2 separate regions of the Arabidopsis thaliana genome follow, and region 2 is linked to region 1. A link is a contact called in public capture Hi-C data. All regions are on one chromosome and are shown on one strand. The core of a region is the stretch at or near the end of the contact, and the rest is flanking DNA. Distances in the headings are between cores, read along the strand shown. Region 1 holds the start of AT4G07825. Region 2 holds the start of AT4G07950 (DNA-directed RNA polymerase, subunit M, archaeal).

The links. Capture Hi-C pulls out chosen DNA fragments and counts their contacts.
Region 2: a contact with region 1 is called in a capture Hi-C map of seedling, with 2.1 times the contacts expected there. The contact joins the promoter of AT4G07950 here to the promoter of AT4G07825 in region 1. A contact is called at or near these places in 2 of 26 Hi-C or Micro-C datasets (both in root) and 2 of 3 other capture datasets (root and seedling).

What each region holds. Positions count from the first base shown.
Region 1 is chr4:4,641,439-4,646,253 of TAIR10.1, forward strand. It overlaps AT4G07825, which reads left to right and starts at 2,402. Exons shown (of 1, transcript NM_179010.1): 1 at 2,402-3,900. The coding sequence starts at 2,405. The coding sequence ends at 3,148. It overlaps AT4G05225 (a long non-coding RNA gene), which reads right to left and starts at 529. Exons shown (of 2, transcript NR_141853.1): 1 at 353-529. It also overlaps the pseudogene AT4G07830.
Region 2 is chr4:4,794,235-4,799,382 of TAIR10.1, forward strand. AT4G07950 (DNA-directed RNA polymerase, subunit M, archaeal) reads left to right here and starts at 3,607. Exons shown (of 3, transcript NM_116865.3): 1 at 3,607-3,917; 2 at 4,653-4,871. The coding sequence starts at 4,676. It overlaps AT4G05275 (a long non-coding RNA gene), which reads right to left and starts at 2,770. Exons shown (of 1, transcript NR_141857.1): 1 at 2,530-2,770.

The DNA of each region.
Region 1 (4,815 bases), core at 1,152-3,651:
CTCTTGTTTTTAAACAAAAACCCTAGACGGACGAAGCAGAATCCACATAGTTTGAGAAAATTCCCAGATCTCGCCTTATCTAACTTCATGTAGAGAGATTAAGAAAAAATTGATGGTTAGTAGAGAATAAATAAAAAAGAATCAAAACTTAGATCTGGACACAACCGGTAAAAACCCTATGCAAGATACTTATGGAAGTATATATGGGAAGAAATAGAAGAAGATAGAGATAAAGGGGAAAAAGAACCAAACTTTAGATCTGGCCACAATCGTTAATTTTTATGCAATTGAAGTATAAAGGGGAAGAAATAGAAGAAGATCGGCGATAAATAAACGAAAATCAATGGCTTACCTTACTAAATTCGCCGGCGAAAGGAGAATCATAAATTAATACTTGGATTGCTAACGGTGACGAGAACGAGAAGAAGGTTTGAAAGAGACAATCAAGTTCTGGGCTTGATTGAAGAAGATGAGAAACGCAATCGCCAACGACGGCACTAGGTTTTGGGAGGATATTTTGCAGTGTGAAGAAAAAACACGATTTTTATTTTCACATAGATTACTCTTGATATGAGAGAATGAATATAATGATAGCTTCCGAATATTTCAAATTTCAAACCCAGAATCATACGCTCCCCAAACAGTGTCTTGTCGCTTTGATGTCTAAGGTTATACATGTAAGAATACATGGGTTTCCGACATAACTCTGTAGCTCATGGCTATTTCCTTAATTCTTTTTGAATCCATGGCTATTTAGTGTATATACTCTACTAACTAACCTTTGACAACAAAAGAATAAAGAGAATAGCCTTTAACGAATAGTATGAGAGAAAAAAAAAACATTTGCACTTTATTTATGACACTTTTACCCTAAATAAAAGTCAAACCTTCGTTTTTCCTTCTTCCATCTCTTTCTCTTTCTATTTCTTATTTCGACAAATTACATCTCTATTTTCTACCATTGTGCCTTATTCTTTGATTTCTCAAACCATCATCACCTTCTCCATAACCACCTCCATTACAACAACCACCACAAGCTCTAGTAGATCATTTGACTATAGCCGTTAACGGTGTTGTTTTTCATCAATTTGGGATTCAGTGGTTCAACCATTGAGCTCTTCTGTTTATTTGGTCTATATAGGATTTAGCTATTTCCGATATCGTTTCTTTTTAGAATCTGAGATTTGCCTTCACCCTCAAGAGTTCAAGGTTTCCTTTCAATGTTATGTTATCATTTCATATATCATGTTATTTTTATATTAGGCATGTAATTTTTCTAAAAACATTGTATTTATTTAAAATGATCTGCACCTTTTAAATAATTCATGTCATCTATTGTAATCACGTATCTTATCTATACCCATCCGAACAATAAGATATGTTTCTTTTGAATAATGCATGTTCATTTTAAATTAGACATGCATTTTCTACAAATACTTTGTATTATTTTAATAGATCTATACCTTTTAAATATTTCATGTTCTCTACTGTAATCTTATTCATACCTATCCAAACAATAAGATGTATTTCTTCTGAATAATGCATGTTCCTTTTATAATTGTCATGTATTTTTTTAATAGAACATTAATTCATTTAGATACTGTGTTTTCTGTAAATAATTCATGTCCTTTATTCAGATTACATAAATTTTCTTTCTTCCAAAACTATCGATACCAATGAACTCTGATTTATCATCACCGGCATTATTGTAAAAACAAGAAAATAGAAGGATATTTTAGTATTTACTCCCCTCCAAAAAGAGTTATTTACCTAAGTTTTCTAACACAAGGCTATTCTCTCAATTCTTTTCAATTTCATGGTTACTTTGTAATATTACCCATAAATCTCCGTCAAAAATTATTTTCAATTCTCAATTCTCTCAATTCTTTTCAATTTACAAATTTTCCGTCAAAAATTATTTTTCCACCCAAAAGTTTGTTCCGCCAAAAAAAACAATTCCTCGCCAAATTTTTTATCCCGTAACAAATTGTTTCTCAGCAAAAAAATACATTTAAAAATCTTTGTAAAATTTCTAAGAACCTTTTAAGAACTCTTGAACCTTTTAAAAACTCTTAAAAACATTATAAAGTTTTTTAAAAGCTTTGTAAAGTTGTTAAAAACCCTTGTAAATTATTTTAAAACCTCTTAAAATCTTTATAAAGTCTTTAAATAAATATGTAAATACTTTAAAACTCCTTGATATACCTCAATTTTCACTGCTTTTAGCTATGATTTAGTTACAGTTTTTAGCAATGTTTTTAAACCCGACCCAGACAGTGAACCGGATTACCTTATGGGTTACTGGGTCATCGGGTCAAGCAGGTTAGACCACGTGTCAATTGATTAAAATTTCTTTAATAATTTAATATTAATAGAGTTCAACTCTCAATGAAAGCAGATTATTATGTATTTTGAAAATCGGTCTACTACCCCCCCCCTTTCAAAACCACTCGCTCAAAAATTCCTCTCAAACACTATAATCGAGACAATTACTTTCACCATGTTTTCTGACGCCGGTAGAGTTTTTGCTCGCCGGCGTCGAGATATTGTTTGCTTTTCTCAATCCTTTCGCAACCTTTCTCGATTCTTACTTCATTTGTTTATAATCTTTTACCATCCTTCACTCCTTTCACCTTGCTTCCATGGTGTTCCTTTGTACCGCGATAACATTAATAGAGGTTTTCCGGCGAACCCTGTATCCCTCATAAGGCCCGTGAACTCAGTGAAGGAGGAACCGATGTCCAGTCACTCTCCAAATGCTAAATTTGAGAGTTGTCTCCCGAAAATCTCTAGATCTCTGAAATCTAGAACTTTCGCAATCCTCGTCGCTCATTACCTCTACCGGATCCCCTCGAAGACAAATCTGTCATCTCCTTCTTCCTTGATGGAATGGAGAGCTGATTTGACGCTGAAACCAGTGATGATGATTTTAACGGCGGAAGTATTAATCTTAAACCTAACCAAGCCGTGTTGCTCTTTCATTGCCTCATATCCGTACACATGCGGCGGCATCAACAACATCTCCCCAACTGAAGCAACCCTAGGTTTCAGCTTGTTGGGCCTTTCGAATTGTTGCAGCCCATCTTCCCTGTCTCGGCCCACTTCCACAAATCTCAGCCTATCTCATAATCACAGCAGCCCAGGTTGATTTATTTTATTTCCTCACCAAATCCATCTATAAGATTATGTCGTTTTTACGGTTTGAGCAGCCATGGACTCTTCTCTCTCCCTGAAGCGACTCTCTGTATTTGGCTCTGCGAGTATTCCTTACAAACCATGTTGTTGAACTCCCTTCTGGCTAAAGGCAATGAAACCGAATCAATCCAGCGGCCACACTCTAATTCAAACCAGCGGCCACACCTAAGAGATGTGTTTCTTCTTGTTTTGCTTCCACCCTCTCGAACCATAGCTAAGCTTTCTCAACAAACTTTCAAAATCTTATTTAGAACTGCACTCTTACTTGACCTCGAGGGTCTTTGGCGTCCAAGCATCTCCGTCATGGAAAGAACCTCGGCTCCGCCTTCCTCCTATATGGTGAGAACCTCGGTTCCACCTTCTTCCTTTACGGAGAAGAACCGAACAATATCCTTAGTTGTTCCACTGATGTCCGTGTCGGTGTTCGGTAAGGCTAAGTATCCTTTTCCAAAGTCACAAGATCTGATGATAATGACTATTTCTAAAATTCCCGAACAATTCGCGGAAGTGTTCTCGACACACCATGATCTCGTTTGTGGTTTGTTGCTAGCTAGCTTCTGTCTCCGAGTTTCTACGGATATATCCTTAAAGCCCTTTGTTTATGTTATCTTTCTTATCAATGTTGTAAATCTTTGCTCAAAAACTTTGTATCTTTTTCCCCTTTGGAGGTTGAATGTGAAACATCCCGACCCATTTTTTTTAAACATAATTAAATATTCCCATAAATATCTAATTAAACCAACCAATAAAGCAACAATTAAACTGCAAGTCAAAAATACTATTTTATGAATAAACAAATAATTCAACCAACAAAACCAAGAATGACTAAAAATCCTAACACAACCCTAACCGGTTCCAATAACCAAAACATAAAAGTAAACCAAACGAGTTCCTAGATCATCCTCTCTTCCTTGCCATGATTTTACGATCACACTTTATCTTTACCTGCATCAACAATACAATGAGATGCGTAAGTATTATCATAAATACTTAGTGAGGCGATTCTCCCATCTACGAGCTATACACACAAGCAAATAAAAGGGTATAATCACAAATACAACACAAACAAACCAGTCATCGAATAATTCACTCAAAACACATTTACCACACCTACATATCATCACACAAAACAAAACATACAACCCAATCGCTCAGATAAGCTCATGGTCACGCACTCACCTTAACAAAATTATTCTAACAACAATTAAACCCAGGAGAGACTCTCCTTGCGTCTGAAACAGTCCAGAAACGTCCTACAACATGTCACAACCAAAAGCAACCTTTGAAGCAAACTGTACATGAAAAACAGAAACAAACAGTCTTAAAGACGAAACCCTTATGACCAACTCCCGGTCATCTCGTAAACACACCTCTTTCTTAGGTTGTTTACTCAAACTTTCCAAAAATAGACAAGTCCTTTCTGGGAAACTTTCCATTTTTGAGAACCGCACAACACATTCTTAAATAAGACAACTCAAGTCAAATCTAAGAAAAAAAAATATTCATCTTATAAATCATCAGATGTCATGATCGTTACAACTTCAAACGAAAATACAAATGAAAGAGAAATAAGAACAACAACTCAAAAGATCAAAAACTCAACATCACTATAACTGGAAA
Region 2 (5,148 bases), core at 2,357-4,856, 150 kb after region 1:
TGATATATGATACTTAGAATATTCTCCATATAATACTCTACCAGAAAATAAAGAGATTCATACCGATATCACTTGGACCATTTCTAAAGATCCGTCATTTTGGAAACAATATCAGAAATGAAGAAAAACCTTCTCTAACGTAAATCGAAAATAGGTAATTTAATTACCGTAATTAATAATAATACCAATTTGAACAAATATCTTTTGCACTTCTGAAACGGTTGCGTCTTTTTATCCTAATTTTCGTTAAAATATATACGTTTATGTTTTTACGGCTGTTTTTTTTGTCACATTTTTTCGTTAAAATATTTATGATATTTTTTTGAATGTTATTTTGTTTGACTACAATAGTATCTTTTCGCAGATAAATGGTTGCGTGCGTCTTTTTATCGCAATTTTTTGTTAAAATATTTACGGTTGTGGCTTTTTATTGCATCTTTTCGTTAAATTATTTATTGTTATCTTTTTTGACAGTTATGTTTTTTCAACTACAGTCATATCTTTTCAGTTTAGGGTTGTGTTTTTTTATCGCATCATTTTGCTAAAATATTTACGATTTTTTTTTTTGATAGTTATATTTGTTCAAAATACAATTGTATCTTTTCAGTTTGCGATTGTGTCTTTATTGTTGCATATATTCATTTAAAGTTACGTCTCTACATTATATTTCTTTGCATTTCTTTTCACTACTTTCCGTATAAACAAAGTTGTTTATTTAAATGTTTATGATTTTTGAACTCTATATATTTGTCTTTCTTCCTAACCATATTTTGTTCATTCACACATATTATTTGTTTTATGATGAATTAAAAAATGATAATCTGGAAAATGGCTCCAAATTCTTTACTCTCTAAACTATTTATAAACATACTTACATACATCATTTTAATATGAAAGAAATTGCTCTAATTCTTGATCTAACCAAAGTTTTTTGGAATCTAATAGCAATAACAATCTCAATAAATGTCTTTTGCATTTCTAAACGGTTGCGTTTTTACCGCAACTTTTCATTAAAATATTTAAAATTTGTTTTACGGTCGTGTTTTTTTTGTCAAATATTTTTAAAATATTTATGGTTATGTTTTCGGACAGTTATACTTGTGTAACTATAGCCGTATCTATTTGATTCTGAATGGTTGTATCTTTTTATCGTAACTTTTTATTAATATTATTTGCGGTTGTATCTTTTTATCGTTATTTTTGTTAATTGCATATTTTGGTAAAACTTATGTAATAATTCGAATATTTGAATTATTATTATAATAATTTAATACATAAATATTAGGCTTGGGCGTTTGATTATGCTGTTCTAGCCTCTTAGGATCCATAAGGGAACCAAAAAAGTTTCGGTTCGGTTCAGATACTTAGAAAGAGAGCCGACAAATTACCAAATTCTAATAGATATCGGTTCGGTTTTGATCATTTTACTCAAAATACCAAAAAAAGAAACGAAAAATATCCGAAACTTTTTTACCAAAATAATAATGGTCCAAAATATTAAAAAATTAACAAAACTTTTTTGGGTGATAGGTTTTTTAAAAATGTATTGGCTTAGATGTAGTTTTGTATAGAGTTGACCAAATATTTTTTGGTTCGATTTGGGTATCCATAGATATCCGTTTCGGTTTGCGTATACCGTATATCCAATATCCAATATCCAATGGATAGTTTGACTGAGATTCAACAGGAGTATTTAGTGGTATCTTGATACGAACCGGAACCCTTTTTCAGCTTGGTTTGGTTTGGTTCTTTGGTTCCGGTTTTTATGCCTTGATCGTTCTAACTTCTATCGTTAAGTGAAGTAGTGGTTACTTTTCAAGAAATTTTACAAAGCCGAAATACTAAAAAATTTGGGGTCGATTGGTAACGACTGTTATATTTGGCTATACAGACTTTGACTATAGAAATTTTGGTTGTAGAGAATTTGGCTGTAAAGACTTTGACTTTAAAAACTTTGGCTGTTAAAGTATGATTGGAACTAAAAACTGTAGAAACTGTTACTATTATTTTTACAATATATATTTAGAATTGTGAATTATTTGAAAATGAGTTTTGTGATAATATACTAACAAAATTAATTTATTATAAGTTTTAGAAAAATACAAAATAAAATAAATAGATAAATATACTCAAATCTCAGTAAATAAAAAATATATTTAATCCATATAAAGATCTGATTAGGTGTTTTGGATCAATGAACTATCACTGTGATGCAATTGATGCAAAAAAATAATGAAAACTGGATCTCTAAAAAGTGAAAATAGAAAGATGATTATTAATTAATCAAAATATTTTTGAGTTAAATTACTTATTGATAGAGAAATTGTTTTTCATTTGTCATGGAGAAAACGAAAAGAAAAAAAAAAGAAAAACAGATTTTATTTTATTATTTGTTTTATAGCCCAAAAAGTCTCACATTGTGACTTTAAAAAACTGAACCTGAATTGAATAAAATAAAGCAGTTAATTTATTTTCCATCATCCGGGAGTGTGAGAGAGTTCTCTCTCTTATCTCTCTAATATCTTTTAGAGAGAGAGCCACATCCAAGTTTCTTTTGATGTTCCACAAAATCCATTAACGTCGTCCAGTTTCTTAACGCTGGCTTTGAGTCTGACATCCACCGGCTTCTCATGCAGTAGTTGGTCAGCTTCTTTCACGGCATCATCTGGCTTTGTTAGCAGAGATGTCCGATCCGCCGTCCGTCAATGCTTTTCACAGCGTTTGTCAGCTTGCTTCTGGCATCCGTCGGCTTCTTAAGCGACGGTTGGCTGGCTTTGGGGTTTTGTTTTTATTTTCGTTTTCTCTCGATTCATTTTGCTTTAGTTTGTTTGGATTTAGTTTGCGTTTTAATCCTTTGATTTGACTGCATAATTCTCTGATCCTTCTTTGTTTAAAGAGCTTAATTCGATTTTCAAGCTAATTTTCTCAATTTTAAAAATCGGATTTGAAGTTGCGGATTGGAGTTGTCGTTGGATTGATTTTAACGTAATTGAGGCTAATTTCTTCTTACCAAAGCATGTGAATCGTTTTATCTTTCCTGTTTTTTAGGTTTAATAATGGAAGCCTTGTCAGCTTATCTTTTAAGTCGATGATCCCGGAATTCATGAACTGCGTTTATCCATGGAAGATTTCAATTTTGCAGATCTAACGGCGAAGTTTGTTTGGGATTCTCTGAATTTGGTGGTGATGTTCATCGGATATTGTTGAGCCTTGATGTATTGATGCTCGTTACGACTTTTTCCGGTGACTAAGAATTCCTTTCGGTTGCAAACTATGTCGGCTGACCGACGATGACCTAAAACTCCGACGTCTCACGTGTTATCATCATTGTCTCCTTTCGTGACACGTGTATCTGTGCTGGACATGATCGACTCTTCCTTCAACCAGTGGTTTCATGAATTGTTGGGCTTATGTTTGTAATGGGCTTCTTTTTGCCGTCTCTGATACCGGGTTTGAATAACCGGTTTGAGCGTTTGTCTCTTTGTACTTGAAGTATTGTAAGATGTTATGCTTTTAATAAAAAAAACTTTTATGTGAAAAAAAAAAAAGAATAAAATAAACCAGTTACCTCAGATTCCTTGGATACTTCAAAAATGTCGGTTTGCCTATGAATCATAGACTTTAAAAGCTTTTAAATTAAATAAAGTCCTTAAAGTGGGATTAGTAAATTTTTGGCTTTTAATTTTTGTTCCAATCAACCCCTAAGACACTCAAGAAAAGAAGAAGAAGCATAAAAAGAGGCCTAAATGCCCAGAGAATTAAACAAATGGGCCTTAATATATAAACAAACATCAATCTCTCGCCGTCAAAGGTTACATCTATCGCCGTCAAAGGTTCCATCTATCGCCGCCGCTGAGACCGCCACTTTAGGCCGTCTCGTCCGCAATCTCCGTAACCAACACCACCCGCATCGCCTGGTAAGCTCGATTTTTTAATCATTTCGATCTCATATGATGTCGATCTGTTCAATCTTGCGAATTCGATCTTTATTTTGTTCTGAGATTTAGGGTTTCACGAATTTGTGTTCTAGGTTTTCTGGCTTAATCATTTTTATTGTTAACTGTTCTGATTGGTTCTTATGCTTTTGGTTACACAAAGATCTCGACTTTTTGTTGACTCTGTATGCAAATTTGTCAAAAGTCAAAACGTTGTTACAGAAACTCTCTTTCGTGCTTGTGTTTATGTATGAACAATAGCTTCGCTATTGGGTTTGTTGATTTCACCACACTTGATTAAATATGTATATTCTATTGAAAATGTGGTCAATCTTGGCAATAAAAATTGAATTGTTGGTTTAGAATGTGGTCGTCACTCGTGAGTATAGATTGGATTAGTGGATCGAATTATTAAGTCAGTGGATTGAATTGTGGTATTATTAAATTGCTAGATTTTGGAGTTGGTTTCATTATTAAACCAAAGTCTAATGAATGTAAAGTTGAATTTATGGAAAAGTATTGGTTATTTCCGGTTAAGAATGGATTACTTGAATTATAAGTTACTTCATGACCTGCCTTGCTATTAAAGTAAAAACTGGTTGTTACACGAACACAGTAGAACAATGTATTAAAAACAGCCCTTCCCTCTCTCTGTCTCTATATATCTGTCTATATCATAGTTTTATGAATTGATTTTTGTGGGGGATGATTTTGCAGCGAATTGATCGGTGAGGTGGAAGATGGAGTTTTGTCCCACATGTGGGAATCTGTTGCGCTACGAGGGAGGTGGGAGTTCGAGATTCTTCTGTTCCACATGTCCATACGTTGCCAATATCGAAAGACGGGTTGAGATAAAGAAGAAGCAACTTCTGGTTAAGAAATCTATAGAACCTGTTGTTACTAAAGATGATATACCCACAGCTGCTGAAACAGAAGGTATTTTCAGTCTCTGGTCTTCTCTTATTCTAAATTTAGAACTGTGATTAGTTAGTTAGTCCATGCTCTGTTGATTGGTCGACTAAATTCGTAAATACTTTAAAGTTGATTGGTGGAAATCAGTTACATAATTACTCATGTTATGGAAAGGGCAAAAACAATAATGCTAAAGTGGTATTACATCATTCATGGTATGCAAGTGCAAAAACACTTGGGGAAAGAGTAGAGTAGACTTTTTGTTCAATGACTTTCTCATGTTGGGATTGTTTTGTTTTAA